Regions from separate parts of the Sus scrofa genome. Here all the other regions are linked to region 2. Evidence: chromatin contacts called from public HiChIP or PLAC-seq data. All regions are on one chromosome and are shown on one strand. Each heading gives the region's core, a stretch centred on a gene start, on an enhancer-like site or on the middle of the called end of the contact. The rest is flanking DNA. Distances are from core to core; before and after follow the strand shown. Region 1 holds the start of RFESD (Rieske domain-containing protein). Region 2 holds the start of GLRX (glutaredoxin). Region 3 holds the start of ELL2 (RNA polymerase II elongation factor ELL2).

Region 1 (4,324 bases), core at 298-2,797, 190 kb after region 2:
ATACCAAGGGGTAGGTATTATACCTATTTTCCAGAGGAGGAAACTAAGGCTACAGGATCTTCCTTAACAAAAGCTTGCCCAGATTCACAAAATAGCAGTTAAGAATCAAACTGAGATCTTGAGTGTAAACTTTGTGAGCATTGATATATAAATATTAACATTTCATCTAAGCATCCACAGATTTATAAAAATAGGTGGTCTTCTAGTAAACTTCTAGCAAAGTAAATGTGTGTGTATACACCATGTGTGTGTGTGTGTATCTCCAAAGATGATTTTCATGAAAATTTTTGCTGTTTGCACCTGTGGCATATGGATGTTCTTGGGTTAGGGGTGGAATCAGAGCTGAAGCTGCAGGCCTACATCACAGCAACACCAGATCCTGAGGGCATCTTCAACTCAAACCACAGCTTGTCACAACTCTGGATCCTTAGTCCCCTGAGTGCAGAGGGGGATGGAGCCCGGATCCTCACCGAGACTATGTCAGGTTCTTAATCTGCTGATCCACAACGGCAACTACTACTGAATTTTTAAAAATTTAGGCACAATAATGTACAAGAGTTGTGTCAACGAATGTTTAAAACAATACTTCCCTAATAATTTAATAAAATCACTTAGTCACTCTGGAGGCCAATACTGTCCTCTGTGATATTAGAGATCTGTGAGCACCAGGTGAGTTCACCTGGGTTTGAATCCTGGCTCTGCCATGACTTGAGGGAAGTCAGTGTTGCTGCAGTTTGCCAGCTCTAAGAAAGCCCTGCACATAGGGCGGTGGTGAGGGGTATATATATGCCTGACCACAGTCAGGTGGCTCGAGTAGGGCTTAAGTATGAGAAACGCTACCATCATGTAGAGATAATCGCTAAGGTCCTGCCCACCGTGCTAGCCAGTGGGCAATGACCTCAAGCTGTGTTTAACATTTTAGCAAAGACAGCATGCAGCTGTCAGATGGAGCTGTGGTCAACAAACACAGAGCACCAGCGTGGCTGTCCAGATGTGCTGGATGGCTCCATCTACAGACTTCTGGAGATAGATATCTAGGACCGCTGGGCCGCAGAAACCCTTGGGCAGTTATTAAGCGTTGGAGGTTACAAATGCCAGGAAAGCTTGTTTTAAAACGCCCGGCCAGCCCCACTGAGGCGGCAGGTCCGGGCTACAGCCCAGTAAACCTTTGTGGTGAACAAGCATGATGGGTTTGCAGTGTGGGGCGGAAGCCTGCCCTGGGCGTTAATGGTTAAGGGACTTGGGGTCCACAGCGGAAGAACCGCGGCGCTCAGCAAAGCCTTGGAGCAAATGCCAAACGACAGTCTCCTTCGCCGCTTCAGGTTGCCGCCGCCGGAAGGGAAGCAGCGAGCCTTGCAAGCCCGGCCCGGCCCGGCCGGCAGCCTAACCCCCAGGCCGGGACAGAACTTACCTTCCTCAAATCCCGCGCTCCACCTCCGTGTGACCCGGTCGCTGCGTCGCCGCGGAAGGCTATTGCAGGAGCCAGCGACCGGAATACGGCTCAAAGCTCCGAGGGGCGGGGCGAAGCCGCTCACGTGACTGAGCATGCTCTTCCCCCAGGGCCTCCGTGGCCTTACTGGCCATTGGATGATTCCCACCCGACAGATGCCGCTGGCCAACCGTGCTCGCACGCCAGGACTTGGAACTGACAGTCTTAATCCTATGTTTGACAAACCTCGGTGCCACCAATTTATTTTTTTCTTTTTACCACCACACTTGTGTCCTGTGCAGGTTCTCCTGCTAGGGGTGGAATTGAGGCTGCATTTGCTTATGCCCGAACAAAAACGGATCTGAGCTGCATCCGTCTATGCCGCCTAGGCTTGTGGCAATGCCGGATCCTTAACCCACTGAGCGAGGCCAGGGACCTAACCTCTTCCCCACAGACACTATGTGGATTTTTAACCTGCTGAGCCATAAGGGGAACTCCCGTCAGTTAATTTTTAAATGTTTGTTGAGCTCACCACATTTATCCAGATTTTAAACACCACTGGGGCTCTCACTTCTAGGAATTTACCTTTTAAAAATATTTGCGGAAGTTCCTCACAGTTGCATGTAATCTAAGTTCAGAGATATTTATTTCAAGGAAAAATGACAGTAGCGCTAATGATCAACAGGGAAGTGGTTAAACAAAAAAGAATTAGACATGTGAATTACTTTGCAGCCACATACTCAAGAGCAGATTTCAAGATATGGATGAATTTGTTAAAAAGCAGAGTATGGAATAGTATGTGTGGTGTGCTTTCTTTATAGTAAATAAAAGTTATTTCTCAAGATACTAATGTGTAGATATGTACATTTAAAAAAATATGGTTACTTTAGGGGAGATAGGTTTTCACTTTTGTATTTTGAACTTTGCAACTTGGGTTTTTCTCTGAATTTTTTAAAAAAGAAAAAACCCACAAACCACGCACCTCATATTCGCATCCAAAGTTGGAAGCTATGTGAGTGTGATAGCGTTTTTTTGTTTGTTTTTCCTTTTTTCTTTTTTTTTTTACAGTTTCCTTGGCTGTCTTCTAAGCAGTGATCCTTAACTTTGGTCACACTTTAATCACCCGGGAGTCATGATGAACAGACCAATAAGATAACTCTCTAGGGGTTGGTAGGAGGAGGGGGAATCAACATATTTTTTCTAACTTTCCCAGTAAATTCTAGTGTGACCTCAAGGTTGAAAAACTAGTCTATATTTAATACAATGACACACTGATCTGAGGTCCTAGAGAGGACCAGTGGGCTTGGGGCAGCTGAAACCCCAGAGCCTTCTTCATTTACCTCAGTATGTCATGTAAATGCTGTAAGCCAAAACATGTAAAAGATTGAGAAGCTCAGAATAATGGATTTGATTCCAATTTTATTTCTATTCTGCCCAGTATAGTTTTAATGTGATAGTAATATTTTATGGGATAATTTCACTTTTGACCATTTGTTCCACTGATCCAAGCACAAATTAACCATCTAGTTTTGATAAATTGCTTTACTAAAGTGATAATAAAATACATTTGATTTATTATCATTTACAATACCCATTAGCCATCCCAAATTATTTTATTGGCACATGGAGCATGTTAGCAGTACTCAGCTTGTATCATTGAAAGAATAAGTAAGGTTTGCCGTTTTTTAATGAGTATTACTTCTTTTTTGCTTTGGCATAAACCAGGCATTAAAGTAAGACACATCTTAGATCCACTGACCTTAAATCTAATTTTTGAATGGATTGAATACCTCAGTTGATATGCACTCATATGTGCATAAGATGAATGAGAGAGAAACGCACAACTTTCTTTTATCTCTACCTAAAGTATTGATGTGGTTAGTTATGGGAAAGTATGACTTGAAAGCTGTAGTGGGATGCAGAATAAACTACCTCTCTCACTTCTGAGACGCAAACGTATGTGCACAGCCTAGCTGGCACAGGTGCATGAGTTAATGACAGGAACCCATAATGCCCATCTGAAAGTTGTTACAGTTCGGGATAAAATTTATGATTCCTACTGTCATTTCCCTTTTCTTTCTTTTTCTCCCTTCCTCCTTTCCTTCATCTCTCTCCGTCTCCCTCTGTCTCTTTCTCTCTCTTTCTTTTCCTTTTTTTTTTTTTCTTGACAATTGATTAGTTCCAGCCAGAGTGGGCAACACCACCACAAAGTTCTACCTGGGGACATGTGGGGGCAGTTTCTACTTCTGTCATTCTGTTTGTTCCTTCCTCCTTGTGTTCTTTCAGCCTCCCCTTTCCTACTAGCGACATCTAGTGGTAGCCCTGGAAGGAGTTTTGTTTCCTGTCACCAAAACCTGCTTGCCTTCTGTGAGCCTGCCCACCAATATCTTTGTCTCTAAATACTCTGAAATATCCCTTCTCATTTTTGTGAGCTCTTGCTCTGCTCTGAGCATGAAGCTGTTTCCAGGCAAGCTTTTCTGAGACCAAAACTTTCCTCTCAGAGAGGTTTAAAACCTGCCTTCAATCCCAAGCCAAAATCTGAGAGCTAGTGAAAACATCCATGTTGTTAGTTTCACTACAGGGAGGTTGAAGAGTATCCAGCAATCAGGATTTCCTAGTCCTCCAAACCAGAAAAGGGTGATAACATTGCCTCTATTATGCCACTGGGATTATGGTCATGAGAAAGTTAGGGTGGCTTTAAACACTACCTGTCTGCTTGCAACAACAAAATGAAAGTCTACACAGCATTCATTTGGGTGGCAGCCCATGTAATATCTCCATCTGGATATTGTTGCAGAAACAGTGGTGTTCATTTAGCATCCCACCTAGTAGCCTGCGTTTCCCAGACCGTTCGATAGTTGGTTGAGGCCATGGGCCTAGTTTTGGCCAGTGGTC
Region 2 (4,249 bases), core at 1,360-3,859:
GGCCGCTCCTGCAGCATGTGGAGGTTCCCAGGCTAGGGGTTGAATCGGAGCTGTAGCCACTGGCCTACGCCAGAGCCACAGCAACGCGGGATCCGAGCCACGTCTGCAACCTACACCACAGCTCACGGCAACGCTGGATCGTTAACCCACTGAGCAAGGGCAGGGACCGAACCCGCAACCTCATGGTTCCTAGTCGGATTCGTTAACCACTGCGCCACGACGGGAACTCCTGAATTCTTTTTTTTTTAGGGCTGAACCTGTGGCATATAGAGGTTCCCAGGCTAGGGGTTGAATTGGAGCTGCAGCTGCTAGTCTACACCACAGGCACAGCAACACCAGATCCAAGCTGCATCTGTAACCTACAACACAGCTCACAGCAATGCCGGATCCTTAACCCACTGAGTAGGTCCCAGAGGTTGAACCCACATCCTCAAGAATACGAGTCATTTCTGTTTGGCCACGACAGGAACTCCTCTGAATTCGTCACTGAGCTAAAGCCACAGCATTTCTGAGCAATAGAGAAGTCTCCCCTTCTTTGCTATCTGTGTTCCATGACTCATAAAAAAGCCTTGAAATCTGCAGTTGTGTCCTGTGGCCATCTGTCCTAAGGCTCCAGACACCAGTCCCCGGGGCCTGAGCTGTAGGCCAGACAATAGCGCCCCCTTCTGCAGCCAAGTCTCTGCCTAGGTACCCAAACCCCTCAGGAGATCCAACGCAAACAGGTGCTTTGGGAGGTCCACTCCACCAGTTTAACAACAACTCCACACCCATAAATCTGAGTGAGTCTCAGTCAGGACACTTGGCTACAAGGTGACTTAGCAATGTGGAGGTCTGAGTGATGCTGGCCAGAGGAATTTCAGCAGATAAGGAAGTCAGATTGCATTGAGGCAGGGACAGGCAGCAGAGGTGAGTCAGTACAGATGGCAAACAAAGCAGCAAGTTCCATGAGATTGGCTGGTAGGGAAGGACAGAGGCAAGGAAGCAGGATCAAAAGCGATGGAAGGTGGGGGTGGTGTTTGTAACAAGGGACAGATGTGACCAGAGTCACATGCCGAAGACAAAGAGCCAGCGGAGAGGGAGAGGCTAACCCCAGACACTGAGAAGAAAGCCGTTCTGAGGGGATCGCCAGGCACAAGGTGGGCTGAGGAACCTTGGGCCAGTGAGCCAAGGGTGGCCCTGAAGAGAGCCTGGGCTGCAGGAGTCTGAGCTAAAGGAAAGAGACAAAGAGAGGTGACAAGGACTCTGCCAGGAGCTTATTCAGGAAAGCTGAGGGCTGAGAAGTCCCAAGCCCTGAGGAGGCCCAGTCACCTCAGGCCTTCCCCCGCAACATGTTCCATTTGCTGACAGAGATCTTAACTATCAGTCCTTCTTTGTGTCTTAGCATCTGGGTTTCTTGCTTTGCCATTTAGCTTTAGTAATAATTAGAGCTGCTTCTGGGAATCAACTTTCTTCCCTTCTCTGGATGACATTAGGCTCCGGCTTCTGAAGGGACCATCAGTGAAGGTGGGCAGCTCTGGCGGGGGTCCTGATTTCAGTGTAAAACTTCCTGGGGAAAAGGAGAGTTCATTTTTAAAGGAGGTAGTATTCCCTGATTTCTTTATTTAACACCCTGCACGCAGAGGGGTCATAGTCAGTCCTGGAACAACAGACCTCACTCACCACCCCCTGAGCATGTGGGCACCAGGGAAAGAGCAGGTAAATGTGATGAATGTGATAAGTGAGTTATTACACCACGTCCTCGACTCAACAACAGTGAAAACAAAGGGTCATAAACAAAGGATCAAAGAGAGAAAAGGCCCCACATGGAATTGGCACTTTGAAATTAGGGTTTGTGTTAGAATTTGCTGCCTTGCGAAACTGCTGTCAAGGGTCACAAACTCAAACGCTAAGGAATGAGTGGCAGGTGTCCAGAAGGTAGGAGCCAGCACTCCCCAACCCCCATGCCTGTGGGCAGACCTGAGCATCTCAGCCCCAGCTACTGCCACACATGAGGGTGAACTGACTTTTCATAGAGGTGCCAAGTCTAGGTTCTTCTGTGAAATCCCCAGATGTTTAAATGTTGGAAATTCCATTAAACAGTCACAACAGCAAACAGTGCTAGCCAAGCAAGACAGGACGCAAAGCCACCATTTCAATTTCACTTCCTCTAAAGATATTTTGGCGCGTTCGTTCTGTTTCTTGAATGATTCTGTTTGCATGTGTCTTTAGGAACCGTGACTCTGAGAGAGACAACAAAGATTTAACTCTAAGAAGACCCTGCCTGCTCAGCCCACCCCCTCTGGGACTGGTCTGTACACTTAATGCTTCCTCAGAGAGTAAGGTGACTCTGCTCTTTTTCCAAGGATGGGCATTCCTAAAAGAGCTGAGGTCAGTGATGCCCTGGGCACAGCCGCTGATGATGACATGCAAGCATGCAAGCGCGCCTTCCTCCAGAGGTCTAGCTGGTGAATCACTCCAACTGAAATGACTTCGGGGCTGGCCCTTTAAAAGTTGAGCACGCTACCAGGCAAACTCCTCCTCCAGGGAGGTTCCTTTAAATGAAAGCCCGCTGGCTGGGGCCTCCGTTTTACACCCGAGCAATACCTTCTGTTGAGGTTTCCTCCGGGGAGGCAGCCGCCTGTCAGCATGGCTCAAGCATTTGTGAACAGCAAAATCCAGCCTGGGAAGGTGGTAGTTTTCATCAAGCCCACCTGCCCCTTCTGCAGAAAGACACAGGAGCTCCTCAGCCAATTGCCCTTCAAAGAAGGGCTTCTGGAATTTGTCGATATTACAGCCACCAGTGACACCAACGAGATTCAAGATTATCTGCAACAGCTCACAGGAGCCAGAACGGTGAGCCGGGGGTTTCATTCGGAAGGTTGGATAAAAGGCTCCCGGATTCCTTTTTCTTGCCTGGGGTGTGAACAGGGGATGCCTTTGCCTTCCTCTAGGACACCGCTAGGGCTCCGTCACTCCAGGCAGCGGGAGGGCTGTGTGGGGAGGGGGAGGGTGCCGGAGAGAAGACACTGCTTCCTTGAAAGGGTGGCTGGACTTCAGCCAAAGGTGCTCTCGGATCAGAGGACAGAGCACAGCTGACCGTGCTGTGCGTCAGGGTCATGGGCCCAGCAGCTGTCCTGGAGTCACTGAGGAGCTATCTGGAGTCTTTGTCTTAAGCACTGCCGAGAAGTGACAGTTTGAGGGCTGAAGTGGGAGGAGGGGTGGAGGAGCCAAGTGTGAGCTGTACATTTCTGTTGTTGAGTTAGAACCGCCGGCACTTTTTCCTCTGGGTTCACATGGCCAAGGAGGATTTGCTGCCCTTCAGTCTTACCTCCAGGATCTCTTTAAACTTAACCTAATTTGCTCATTTTTCCATATCCTATCTAACTCCTCCCAGGGAAGAACCTCATTCTAAATGACGGGATATTTCCAGACCTGTCAAGAGTAGGGAGGGAGGCCAGAGTCCGGATGGCTCTCACAATGGCTTGCTGGTTGATCCTGGCAAGTCACCTCCTCTGTGACTGCCAGCGACCTCCTGGCTGCAGCGCCACGCTGGAGTAGGCCACCTCTACTTCCTGTTTGCTGTGGACAGACAGTGAGACCCTAGGAGCCGCTCCCTTTCTGAAAAGGCTTCCTCTTCCTCAGCCAGCCAGCCAGGTCACCAGTAGCAGTTCAGGTGCTGGGGACGGGGGTTGGTGAGGGATGTCCCACCAGCTCAGCCAAGCTCCCTTTCAGGGTGCACATTCTACCACATGGTGTGCACAGAAGCATGTATCCTAGCTCAGGTTTAGTTTGACTTGCAGGGTTTTCTCTGGGTTCTTAGGGTAAAGAAGGGGAGGCTGTTTCTCTCCTACCTCTCTAGTCAGAAGTCAGCTTTCTGGTGCAGAGAGGGAGGGAGGCCATACATGTTACCCTATTGTTTCCAGGGCCCTGGCTGGGGTCTGAGGACCCTGGTCTCTGGAAGGCCCTGGAACAGGACACCATGGCCAGAAAGCCTCTTGCTGCTTGGCTGGACCACCAGCTGTGTAGGTTGCCCCGGTCCTGAGGGGGAAAGGGCAGGGCAAGTACTGCCATGGCCCAGCTCTGATGGTCTCTCGGCCAGTGGTTCCTAAATTTTGCTGCACATTAGAATCACCTGAGGGGCTTTAAAAATTTTTTTTAATTTACTTTGCTTTTTTAGGTCTGCACCCAAGGTATATGGAGGTTCCCAGTCTAGGGGTCAAATCAGCTACAGCTGCCAGCCTATGCCCCAGCCCCAGCCACTCCAGATCTA
Region 3 (3,739 bases), core at 778-3,277, 150 kb before region 2:
AAGAAAAGAAATTCTATTAAGGGGCTACAGGTCAGACATTTGAAAACTAGAATGAAAACCACCCTTGCTCCTCCCCCACCCCTTGGATGTCATCAGAAGTTCTGAGTAAGAGGAGGCCAAGTGTAGATGCCATGTGGGTGGGGATTTACCCATCTTCATCAGAAAAGCAATGGGATACAGGTTTTACTTGTTCTGGTCAAACTCCCCCCCACCCCCGCCCCCCAAATAATTAAAGCTTTAGATATGTGGTCACACCTTCCCTATCAGTGTAAAGCAAACAGCAGAAAAGAATAATTCAAGTATAAAATTACTTCTCAAATTTGTGATTGCCTTAATTTTTTCAATGAATTTAAGATAACACTCTAGTAAAGTAAATTAACAAGTGTTAATCATGTTTAACTGCTAGCCAAATCTACTGGATTGAAATAAAGTCAGATTTAAAAATGCTCTCCTGTGATGCCACAACCCTTAATGCAGGCGTTTCCACTTAACTCATATACTATTGGAAGGAGAATTCCTTCCGTAATTTGTATTATGCACTTAAAATGCTTGAGGGTCCGAGTCAAGAGGTAATGTAGATTTAGGCTGGAGTATTTATTAAGGGGGCTGAGGAAATCATGATAAACTCCCACTTTCTGGAAAATCATAGCTCTATCCAATTGAAACGTATGGGAAATACTAATTAAGTACCTATAAATTTTTCTGGGGAATCCTTATAAAACGCAACAAGGTTTTACAATCTGAGGGAAACAACAACCGTCTCAATTTTTTTAAAGTAATTTTCAAAAAACTGCCTTGCAACAATTTCAAGACTTTTAACGGTTTGTTTTCCTCCGGTGTTTCTGATCACCCAGTTAATTCATCCTCTCTGACTGGAAGCCTGTGTCGGTCCATCCACACGCAGCCTGAAGAGGGCGGTGATTAGGCTCCTTGGTTTAGCCACGCCTACACGCGGAGCATCGCGAGGAATGGAAAGCACGTCCAGCCTCCGCACCCCCTCACACACCCATCTCCTCCACCTAACATCAATTGCTTAAACTCTAGCAAGGTTCTCCTACATCCCTGTCAAATGAAATGGACAGAACCCAAACGAACCAGAGAACCATGTCCATGCTTCTCTTAATTTAGGTCAAGGACACTTATACCCTTCTAACAACCCTTTGAAAGGAGATGTCATCTCAACCCTAAGCACCTCTCCAAGTCCCATAAAAAGCACAACCCTGCCCCCACGGCGAACTCCAGTTTATTTTTCTCTGGATCACAAGAGGGCATGGCGTGGAAAAAAAAAACCTTTAAATTCTGTTTTCTATAATACCATGCCCATCGCACTAAGGAGATTTAAGGCATGGTGTTGTACTTAAGATGCTCCACACAATCTAGCACAAATCTTAAAGCCAAGGGCTAAATCACTAACTTCAGATTTAGGGCGAAATGACGAAGAAGGGCGTCCTCCCCAATTTCATCCGCTCAATACTAGCGCTAAATTTTGAGGAGAGACTCTCCAGTGACTCCGCCTACTACGACCTCCCTCACCAGCACGCCCCCTACTCCACAAGCTAACCCAGCCCGTCGGGGGACAAAGTCCTTACTAGGCTTACTTGGCCACTTATTTTGGGTGGGGATCCTCTTCTCCAAGGACCACCAGCGCAGGAAATATTCCCCCCACACTCCCGACTCTCCACTACTCTCCCCCCAAGGGGCGGAGCTCCGACTCCAGGTAACAGGACCAGGCAACCTGGGCACCCAATTAGCAGGGGATCCCCCAAACGAGCCTGGCCAATCGCGACCGGTGAGCCAAGACGACCAGACGTGACGTCAGGTGTGATTAAGTTGGCGCGTCACCCCAACGTCAGCCTCTCACCTCTCGGACGTCCCGTCCCGGGAGCAAAACTCCAGCGACTTTGGGCTCCGCCCCTGTGAGAGTGGAGGGCGGCCAATGAGGGAGGCTCCGAGGGGAACTGGGACCAATGAGACGAGCCCGGGGCGGGGCGCGAGGCCGGAGGGTGGGGCGGGTGGCGGCGGTGGCAGCCCGAGGTCTGGCTGCGCGCAGTATATGACAGTACGTCAGCAGCGGGATGGCCGTAGCTGTGGCGGCGGCTGCAGAAGCCCGAGCAGCCGCGGCCGCAGTGGAGCCTAGAGCCCGAGCGGCGTCGGCGGCGGCACCCGGGGGAGTTTAAGATGGCGGCAGGGGGGGCGGCGGGCCTGCGGGAGGAGCAGCGCTACGGGCTGTCGTGCGGGAGACTTGGACAGGACAACATCACCGTACTGCATGTGAAGCTCACCGAGACGGCGATCCGCGCGCTCGAGACCTACCAGAGCCACAAGGTGAGCTGGGCGGTCGGCCGACCGGCCGGGCTTAGGGAGGAAAAGGGCGTCCCTCACTGACCCACCGCGCCTCCTCTTGTCTTGGCACCTGGCTTGGGGCCGGCGGAGCGGTGGCTTGCCGCGGCTGCCGTCAGCGCCCGCGGCGGCAGAGCTGGGCAGGGCCGGGCAGAGTAGCTAACGCCGCCGTCCCGGGCCAGCCGGGCGCCGGGGCGTTGGAAGCGGGCGGGCGGGCGGCCCCTGGCGGCGGGGCCGAGGCAGCCGCAGCCGCGGTTCCGCTGCGCTGCCGCTGCGGGACTTTCCGACGGCGCCCGCGGGTTTTCTGCCTTTTCTGTCCCAACGGGAAAGAAAGGCACCAGGGAGACAAGTGAGATGGCTGTGCTGCCCATGGCGGCGGGGCGGGGGTTGGGGGGGGAGGGCAGCCTTCGGTAACGACTTACAAGAGGACTCGCAGGCACTTGGCGTTCGCGGTTTGAGGGTACCACCGTGGATCCGAAAAGTCAGGGACACTGGCCCTCCGCGTATGAATGTGGGACACACATTGTACTCAGGGACTTGGGGACACAGGCGCTTCGCGAAGGTTGGGGGGGCACACCGTGTACTCTCAAAGGCTGAGACACGGACGCTTGGCGTGCCAGGGAGGAGGGGGACACACCTTGCACTTCCAGGGACTCGAGTACACGGGCGCTTCGCGTTCCCAGAGACACAGCACGGAGTACCGGGAATCACACACACCCAGCGCTCAGCCGGGAGCACAGACTTCGGTTACTGAGGAGAGCGATTCTCCGTGGTCCTTATACCCGAAAGCCGCGTCGCGTCTGAGGCAGACTCACCGACCGGGAGACGTGGAGCCGGGGCGGGGGGAATACACTGCATCCCCGGCAGACTCGGGTTTCGCACTCTCCGGCGCATCCCGGACACACACACAACTCGAGCACCGCAAAGGCTCACTTACTCGGCAATTGGAGAACAAACCCAGGGACACGTTTTCATGCTGGGAAGGGGAAAAAAAAAAAGTGAAGGAGAGAGTAGGAGACATAGCGAAGAGACTCCGCAACGGAGTGCCTGGGCAAGCCGTTTATGGACATGCAGTACTGTGTATGGGCGAGGGAGACGGGAGTGAGTAGACGCATCGCGCAAGGGGAGGAATATACCATTTGAGGGGCCGGTAGCATTTGCTCTGAGAAGAGAGCCAGTCGGAGGAGAGAACCCGCAAGGCGTCCCGACAATTAATCGAGTCCATACCAAGGAAAGAAGCTCCGAGGAACTGATCTCATAAAACAGGCAGAGAGGGCCAGAGGGACACCCAGACGCAGAGTCATAGTTATTCAGATAAAAGTGGAGAAAGGAATTAACATCTGTTGAGCTCCCACTAGTGCCAGGCACTTTAAATGCTTAAATGGAAGGCATGAGTTGG

The links. HiChIP or PLAC-seq counts read pairs in DNA pulled down with a chosen protein or histone mark.
Region 1: a contact with region 2 is called in an H3K27ac HiChIP or PLAC-seq map of alveolar macrophages. The contact joins the promoter of RFESD here to the promoter of GLRX in region 2. A contact is called at or near these places in 2 of 47 Hi-C or Micro-C datasets (heart right ventricle and liver) and 2 of 2 datasets of contacts at active chromatin or transcription factors (alveolar macrophages and skeletal muscle).
Region 3: a contact with region 2 is called in an H3K27ac HiChIP or PLAC-seq map of alveolar macrophages. The contact joins the promoter of ELL2 here to the promoter of GLRX in region 2. A contact is called at or near these places in 2 of 47 Hi-C or Micro-C datasets (embryonic fibroblasts and liver) and 1 of 2 datasets of contacts at active chromatin or transcription factors (alveolar macrophages).

The regions. Positions count from the first base shown.
Region 1 is chr2:102,241,011-102,245,334 of Sscrofa11.1, reverse strand. RFESD (Rieske domain-containing protein) reads right to left here and starts at 1,547. Exons shown (of 4, transcript XM_003123769.5): 1 at 1,412-1,547.
Region 2 is chr2:102,436,121-102,440,369 of Sscrofa11.1, reverse strand. GLRX (glutaredoxin) reads left to right here and starts at 2,609. Exons shown (of 3, transcript NM_214233.1): 1 at 2,609-2,832. The coding sequence starts at 2,626.
Region 3 is chr2:102,589,704-102,593,442 of Sscrofa11.1, reverse strand. ELL2 (RNA polymerase II elongation factor ELL2) reads left to right here and starts at 2,027. Exons shown (of 12, transcript XM_003123796.5): 1 at 2,027-2,325. The coding sequence starts at 2,179. LOC106508433 (a long non-coding RNA gene) reads right to left here and starts at 1,855. Exons shown (of 16, transcript XR_002342060.1): 1 at 1,599-1,855.